Linked DNA regions of Mus musculus: region 1 is linked to region 2. The links are chromatin contacts, called in public HiChIP or PLAC-seq maps. All regions are on one chromosome and are shown on one strand. Each heading gives the region's core, a stretch centred on a gene start, on an enhancer-like site or on the middle of the called end of the contact. The rest is flanking DNA. Distances are from core to core; before and after follow the strand shown. Region 1 overlaps Cwf19l2 (CWF19-like 2, cell cycle control (S. pombe)). Region 2 holds the start of Cwf19l2 (CWF19-like 2, cell cycle control (S. pombe)).

Region 1 (4,470 bases), core at 1,348-3,847, 36 kb before region 2:
AACATTAAACTTCAGGTTTTTCCTACTATAATTATTTGATAGTTAACTCATCTCTCTTACTAATTTTTAGGCTGAGCTAAATTTCACTGATTCAAAGAAAGACAGGGAATAGACACAGTCTATAAAAAAACTGAGATAAAAACCTGATCTTCTTTAGCTGCCTCTTGAATTATTAAGGAAAACTGTTCTGATAGTATAAAAGAATAAAAAATGTACAGAGCATTTACATTTAAATTTAAAATAAACCCATGCTTAGAAGTGGGCTTACTATACTAGAACATAGAAAGATTCCTAGCTTTGCTACTCTGCCATATCTAAGTTAACACAAATTAGTATAATGGGCATATCACCATAAATACATGGTTGAGTGAGTAGTTCCTAACAAATCACTCCTGTTTCTCTTTAACTTGAGACAAATTGGTCTTCCACTCATAATCATTATTTAGGCTCTTTTTAAAACATTTGTAATTTATTGGTGTGATGCATCAGAGCATGTGTATAGAGATGAGAGGACAACTTGCAGTAATAAGTTCTCTTCCTTTCAGTATGTGGGTCACATAAACCTCAGGTCATCAGCTTTGGTGACAGGATTTTAGGTTTTCATTTTAAGAAAGTAATAAGCACTGTTGGACTGCACAAAGCTCAGTGATTAAAAGCATTTGCTGCTCTTACAGACGACAAGAGTTCAATTCCCAGCACATACTTCGGGTGGCTCACAACTACCTATACCCCCACATATCTTAGGGATCCAATACATTTTTCTGGCCTCCATGGGCATCCCAATGTAAATGAATATACACAGACCCATATACAGACATTAATAAAAATTTTTAAAGAATATTAAATTTTTACAAAAAGAAAATAAGCATTCCTAATAAGTTAAAATGGAAATAAAACAAAGACACCTTTAATTCCTACAACTATGTCCCAAAATAGAAAAGTGCTTTAAAATACCATTTTTTTTCATAGATTTCAGAAATCTAATAAAGGGGAGACAGCACATATATTTCTCTGTAAGAGGAACTGTAAGAGTAGTATTTCTAGAAATTCTCAAGAATTTCTTTAAGAAATTAAGAAACAGTAATTATCTTCAAAGCATGCCACAGACTAAATGACTGATTGTTCTAAATAATCTGTGATAATTAAACATTACACTCTTCTCCAAGTGAAAACACATGGGGTCTTACCATATTCCCCATCATTTCTGCCTTGATAATCTTGGCCCCCAACTTGTTCTTTTCATCAACATTTAAGATATAGGTGGACTCTGCCTCTGGACTGAAGGAGAAACAGGACAGGGGACAAGCATAAGTCATAAAGCAACCTCATGCATTAGCTTAACTCACTTCAGCAAAACATTCAGCACTAATAGTAGGTCACAGTTCTAACACAAAAAATTTAAAATCAGCATTCTAGGGTGAACTACACTTCAACATTCTGTTAAGAACTCAAAAAATGAAAAAAAAAAAAAAGAACTCAAAAAATGGTCAATATAATACTGTTACAATAATAACTGAAAAGAGTCCCGATAATTTTAAAATAAATATATAAATTATATATATTGCTATTATATGTTAATGTTTTATATTATATTAATAATATTATTATATACTAGTATTTAAAAATGGCATTTTTGAATATTCAACCAGTGTAGTAGTACACACCTCAGGAGACCAAATTTAGCAGCTGTCATGAGATAGAAGCCTGTTTGAACTACATGGTGAAGAGGCCAATCTGGGCCATATTTAGAGACCCTGTTGCAGAAATAAACAAACGGAATCTATACACACTATAAGAAAGAAATAAAACAGCCAGGCAGTGGTGGTGCACACCTTTAAACTTAGCATTTGGGAGGCAGAGGCAGGTGGATTTCTGAGTTTGAGTTCCAGGACAGCCAGGGCTACACAGAGAAACTCTGTCTCAAAAAAAACAAAAAAAAAAAAAAAAAGGAAACAAAAGCACTAATACCACACTACAATTTTCTAAACTTGAGAAATTCTGTATTCCATATGACAAGTTATTGATCATCTTAGAGCTATAATCTTGAGAATATTTAGTTGCAGTCCAAAAGTAAAAGCAACAATTGTGCATTCTCTTATAAAACTGGCCCACGATTAATTAAAAACCAAAGTAATTTTGCTACATCCACTCCAGTGAAGTCTGCGTGACAGGTTTAGAAACCTGGAAGCAGTCCAGAGGCAGTGTTTCATGGAAACTTAGCCTCCTTGAACCCTGGCATTCCCATAGCACGTACACCCAAAACCTGTCCCCATGTTAGTCTGGTGTATAGATCCGTGTGCTCTCTTTCAGTATTGTTTTATTATAAGTGCCTTTAGGGATTGATTTTGATATATAGCTAAGCCTTTGCCAGTGTTCCAATGTCCTAGGAAGTCCTTGAAGCCGGCCATGAGCTTGGAATTCAGGAAAAATGTTATCTACTCAGTAACACTCAAATTTACTTCTAGTAGAGACAGTGAAACTAATTAGGCATTACAAAGAACAGAGCTAGAAAAGCTCAGGGCTAGTCTGCATAGTAATTACTTAGGACAATAGGCGAGTCACTCCCATACACAAGAAAACACAATGGCCTAGGAAATAGGTGGGTTGTAGTATTACCCATGAAAGGGTTAGTAGAACTGAATTCCCCTGGATCAGGTTTTTCACTAGGCCCAGAGGAATAGCATAATCAGGTATTTACTAAAGGACCTCTGGTGGTGGGTTTAACAATAGACTAGCATTGTATCAGAGCATTCACCTGGCTCCTGTGTTTAGCTGATCTTAATTAAGGGTTGTTCCTATTCTCAGTTGTAAACAAGGCCTGGCTCCCACTATCTTTTTATGTATGCATTTTCTTTGTTTTGTGTTAAGAATCAGTGTACCTTGATGAATGTATTCGCCTAGCTTTCTTGTTTGTCTTCTGTATTATAAGACTGGTGCTGGCTTTGAGAAAATACATTCAGATACACACTCTCTCTGTGTCCATGTCTGTTTGTCACTCTTTTCATCGCCAACTCCATGCCCACCTGTCCGGAACCCTAATTTTCCACAGATTGAGAGAGGCCGACTGGGGCTGGTCTATGGCATAATTTAAAATTGAGATCATGTGCAAATCTCAGAAAAAGCCTCATGTAAGAAAAAATTTCAGCCAACAACAGATAACCTACTTAAGAGTCAAAGCTACAAAACACAAGGGGAGGGGGGGACCTTGCAAGAGCCAGAAGGAGTCTAAAGCAAAGAATAGTAACAGTCCTACAAATCCAAAGATCTTGGTACAGAGTGCTAAAGAAAAGAACGCATATGATGAGAGAGTCCCTCAGGGCTGCCCTGGAATATTCGTCAAGGCAATACTTATAAAAAGAAAAACAAATTTACAGTTAATTAAAGAAATGTTCTGAGGTATTCTGGTAATATTGTCTACACAATAATTTGTCCCGAGCCGGGCGTGGTGGCGCACGCCTTTAATCCCAGCACTCGGGAGGCAGAGGCAGGCAGATTTCTGAGTTCGAGGCCAGCCTGGTCTACAAAGTGAGTTCCAGGACAGCCAGGGCTATAAAGAGAAACCCTGTCTCGAAAAACAAACAAACAATCCCCCCCCCGCAAAACAAACAAACAAAAAAATTGTCCCATTAGCCATAAATCATAATTGCATAAGTAAGAAAATATTGGGTAAAATGCTTAGGAAATAATACCCCATACAGTAAAATACTGCTCAGAACCCAAATCAGAAATGTTAAAATTAAGTAATAAATGACTTTCAACATTTCAGAACAAAAAACAAAAATAAATACATGACACATTTGACTCAAAATGTTCTTATGAAACTGATCAATTCATACCATGATTCATATCAATAAACAATGGGGAGAAAATGCAGCACTCATCAAGTAAATATCATAACATCTAGCACCCAAATATCAGATATGCAAGTAAGTAGAAAAGTAATTAAGAGAAAACTCATAATCAAGAGAAAACCCTTATCAAAATCAAAAGCCATCAGAACTGACAGATAGAAAAAAACAATCATATTTAGTTATTAGTACAAATGCATCCCATATATTCATAAAGAAATAACAAAGATATTAAAAAGATATTTTAGTCTTATAGTCAGGCTTGGTGGTTCACATCTGTACACAGGAGGCTAGGAGGATAGAGTATTCAAGGACAGGGTGGCCTCTGTCAATACAAAACCTTGTCTCGAAAGGTACTTCTACTCAGGAAAACTACAACCCAGATATTAAAAAAACTGACACTGAGTAATATTTTTAAAAGATTGGATTACTAAAAAAACTGTAGTAAAAGGCAGGTATTACTTATGGACATTTTCAATTAACAAAGAAGTTCTATAAATATATAAATGTGATATATGTAAAAGAATGAAAGATACACTGTGTCAATATTAGTCAAAGGAAAGTTGATGTATCTATGTTAATATGAGATAAATTACTATATAACAAAAGATGTTGTACCCTG
Region 2 (4,263 bases), core at 1,155-3,654:
CAGCGGAGGCAGTACCAGGTATTGGAAGAGACAGGAGATAGGAGAGAAGTCCATAGGCCCAGGAGAAGGAATAGAAATAAGTACCAGTGGGGGTGGGGAACTTGGGGAAGTACTAGAAAGTCCTCAACACCAGGAATTCGAGAGACTCCCAGGACCCAATGGGGATGACATTTGCCAAAATAGCCAACAGTAGGAAGATAGAACCTGAAGAGATCATCTCCAGTAGATAGACATGGCCCCCATGGGAGGGATGGGGCCAACCCCTACCCCATCTAAAAAAATTTAACTCATAATTGTCCCTATCTAAAGGAAATGCCAGGACAAAAATGGAGCAGAGGCTGAAGAAAAGGCCATCCAGAGACCTCCCCACTGTGGGATCCATTCCATCCACAGACACCAACACACTCCCCACCCCCCTTACTATTGCTGAAGCCAAGATGTGTTTGCAGACAGGAGCCTGGTATAGCTCTGAGGGGCTTTGCCAGCACCTGACTAAGAGAGATGCAGATACTCACAGCTAACCATTGAACTGAGCCTGGGGATCCTAATGGAAGAGTTAGGGGTAAAGGAGCTGAAGAGGATTGCAACCCCATAGAAAGAATAACAGTATCAATTTAACCAGAGTTCCCAGGAACTAAACTACCAACCAAAGAGTCCATGGCTCCCCCTACATATGTAGCAGAGGATTATTGCCTCATCTGGCATCAATGGGAGGGGAGGTGCTTGGTGCTGTGGAGGCTTGATACCCTAGAGAAAGTGGATGCTAGAGGACTGAGACAGGAGTGGGTGGTGGAAGGGGAAGTACCCTCTTAGAGGCAAAAGGGAGGAGGAAGGGTGGAAGGATTTGTGAAGAGGAGACTGGGAAGGGGAATAACATTTGAAAGATAAACAAAATGATTAATAAAAGGAAGTTATTAATAGCTTTCCTTTGGGACTACCAATCTTCACTAAATTTGGGTACAAATCACACACAGTATTCAGTACAAGACTAACATATATCCTCTTTTCTCTCTGTCTCAAATAGGATTTGGAATCACTTTAACCTTCATTGTCACTGTGGCTAGTTCTTTAGACTTTCCCAAAAGTTATAAATCTGACCTTTTTCCATGCCTTCAAAATAGACAGTGCCAATACAATTGACTCAGAAAAGTTATCCTCTTAAAAAGAAAGAACCATATGGCTAATTTCTAGTCAGCAGTCAACAATAGTAATACAATGCAAGAAGTTTCTTCTGCTTTCTCATCCATCTGTCAAAATTCCTAAGCTGACTTTGGTCCTTATCAAACTGTATGTAGATTTGTCTAAAATTCTTCACAGCTGACAAAGAGTTTCTTCCAAAAACTGTTTGAAATATCAAACAGACAGTCATTATGATTATTCATTATATCTATTTTGAAATCAGCCAATATTCATGATGCTTTATCTGACCAAGACTAACTGCCCACCCATCCCCTTAAAATGTGACTGAAGGAAGGCATTACTCATTCTTCCTATTTATTTTCTACTCTCTATATGCATTTAAACTTATTTAAAATTCTTTTATCATAAAACAAAAAACCCAAAACATAGTCACGGAACATTCCGTTGTTCAACTACAAATTCATCTTTTTCACTGTCACAATTAATCAGGAATAACTGTCAATAACTGTTCAATAATTTACTTCTTCCGTTTTTATAAACTCCATACATTTCAATGTTAATGAGAATTCTGTTTCCAAAACCTGGGGTCGGGGAGCACATATTCTGAGTCTCTTATGCTAAAACAGTGTTTCAATCAGTAAAGGCTGGCCTAAGCCTGGAGTTGAAAGGAAAACGTGGAGGAAACACCAACGTATTCAAATGTGTCCTACTTCCAATAAGCCGGGGCAATGACTCATGCTTCGAATTAACTGGTAAGAAGAGTCCTCGGATGTGACACTGGACACAGAAACTGAGCAATCCAGGCGGCTGAAATATCAAGAGTGCTTAAAAACTAAGGAAACTGGAAGGAAACCAATCAATCTTTTTGCGGAGAGAAATAGCAAATGGAGCCGGTCCGAGCGTTTAGAAGACAACTGCATTGGAAAAAGACCAAAATCAGACAAGGTGAGATACCGAAGTAACGAGAGAAGTGAGTGGACTATCTCCCAGGATTCTCAAGTCCTACAACTTTTAAATAACATTCCGAAACCGTAAGATTTATAAAACGAAAGTATTTCAAGAACTAAATCTCGGAAAGCGATTACCTAGCATGCAGAAGCCCTTAGTACAACCCCAGTTTTAAAAAGGAAGAAAGAAAATTCTCCAAAGCCGGGATACCTGGCGTAACACCTCGGCCCTGGCATTACGGGTCTGTTCTTTTCGCTCTTCGATACTGCTAGCACTTTCAAATCTTACACTAAACGCCTCCATAGTTGTTGCCGTCGAAAAGCAAGGACGCCGTCGGGAAACCTCGGTTTACGACTGTCGTAATTTAGAAACCGAATCTGCATTTCAAAATAGTAGGGAAGGGGCGTTACTATGCCAACAGAGCAGGCGCAGTTCCGAATGTTTCGCCTGTGAAAGGTTCAGCGGAAACTTGTAGCCTGCTGGAGAGTTGATCTTTCAGATGTACTAGGTTCGCTAAGCGCTGAGTTAATATAAACATGCGTTATTATGAGCCCTGCGATATATTAACTCATTTCTCAATAGGACTCTTAAAACACTCCAGTAAGCTAGAAGTTACTTACTTCCCCCTTCTTGCCTGACTTCCTGTGACTGTGCATCAACCTGAAGGGAACCTGATCAGAAAGTCAGAACGTGGGGGGAAAAGGGAAAAACAAAAATTGCTCTTAAGAATCAGTATAGGGGCTGGAGAGATGACTCAGTGGTTAAGAGCACTGACTGCTCTTCCAGATGTCCTGAGTTCAATTCCCAGGAACCACGTGGTGGCTCACAACCCTCTGTAATGGGATTGAACGCCCTCTTCTGGTGTGTCTGAAAACAGTGACAATGTACTCATATAAGTAAAATAAGTAATTAAAAAAAAAAGTTCAGTATTTTTCTTTGATGGGTGTCTTGAAATATATTTAAAACTGGGGTAGAGAGATGGGTCAGTGATTTAGGTGCTAACTGTTCTTGCAAAGGACCTAAGGCCACATCCAGGAACTCACAGGGATCATCAAAACCATCTCTAGCTCCATTTCCAGGAGATCTCCCTCTTCTGGCCTCCACAGGCATTGCAACTACATGATGACATAACACTCATTAAATAAATAAATAAATAAATAAATAAATAATTCTTAATTATTTGGAGGTCAAGACTTGGTGTTGCACAAGCCTGGGTGCAGGAAGAGTCCTCATCACCCAGAAGAAAGATGCCTTGGTTGTGTGGTTATCTCTCATAAAGAAAAAACAGTGACCTCTGTTGTATTTATTGCATCTTGCATAATTAAGTCTCTGTATCAAAAGACTAGCCCCATCTGTGCTTCATTTGATTCGCCCACTAGGATAGAAACAGGAAAGTTGAAATAAGCCATTTCTATCTCCTTTTGCCCATATCAACTCAGCAAATTTAAGATGACAAACTTGAATGGTTACAACCCCTTTATTTGATTCATTATGTTTGTGAGGCAGCACTCCAGTTTGTGCATCTGAAGCAAGGATAACCAGCCAATTCAGAGTTGATAGGAAGGGCTAATATACCTGCCCACGCATTACCAAAGGCACTCAAAAAGACTTGCCATGAAATATTGAAGGCTAAACGCACTGATGATTTTCGAAAACCTTGCTTCTCCGTAGGGAGAGCTTTGAAATTTCTTTTGTTGTTGTTGTTGTTGTTGTTGTTGTTGTTGTTGTTGAGAAGCAATACTCATGAGTCCTTGTACCAAAAAGAGTCAAAAGAAATAAAAATATCAAGAAACTAATAACCAGATTTTGTTTCTTTCTCTCTTATCTTCTCATCCAAAGATACAATGGTGATGAGAGGACGGACTGATATTGTTATATCTAAGGTAGAGTAGACAGTCATACCCTGGCTAATAGTGAGGAGCAGACTGTATCCACATTCATTCTACAGGGCCTGCTCTGCTCCATCTGTGTAAAGAAAACCACAGGTAAGGCCTAAGCCCTGCTAGACACTAAAATGTCCTCTGTGAGGACAGTCTAGGTGCAGACATGCTGAAATCTGGCCTTCTAGTGAGTCTAGGAATGTGTCATGCATATCAGTTAGCCTTTCACTGTGCTTTTAAAAATTGTCTGAGGATGAAGAGATGGCTCAGTAAAAGTACTACTCATGTGGAGGTC

Evidence for each region. HiChIP or PLAC-seq counts read pairs in DNA pulled down with a chosen protein or histone mark.
Region 1: a contact with region 2 is called in an H3K27ac HiChIP or PLAC-seq map of embryonic stem cells, with 11 read pairs. The contact joins the enhancer-like site here to the promoter of Cwf19l2 in region 2. A contact is called at or near these places in 2 of 39 promoter capture datasets (liver and macrophages), 1 of 15 datasets of contacts at CTCF or cohesin (CD8 T cells), 2 of 484 Hi-C or Micro-C datasets (both in embryonic stem cells), 6 of 115 datasets of contacts at active chromatin or transcription factors (CD8 T cells, the SCID.adh cell line and embryonic stem cells) and 3 of 9 other capture datasets (adipose tissue, liver and pancreatic islet).

Annotation. Positions count from the first base shown.
Region 1 is chr9:3,437,863-3,442,332 of GRCm38.p6, reverse strand. It overlaps Cwf19l2 (CWF19-like 2, cell cycle control (S. pombe)), which reads right to left. Exons shown (of 18, transcript NM_027545.2): 9 at 1,188-1,278. Among named protein-coding and RNA genes, the nearest start is that of Cwf19l2, 36 kb to the right of the region's middle. Within about 2 kb of position 2,597, at least 12 of the 459 cell types and tissues checked have an H3K27ac peak or open chromatin away from gene starts, as enhancers often do. A contact at or near this core is called in embryonic stem cells, where this site is marked.
Region 2 is chr9:3,402,226-3,406,488 of GRCm38.p6, reverse strand. It overlaps Cwf19l2 (CWF19-like 2, cell cycle control (S. pombe)), which reads right to left and starts at 2,404. Exons shown (of 18, transcript NM_027545.2): 1 at 2,299-2,404. The coding sequence starts at 2,391.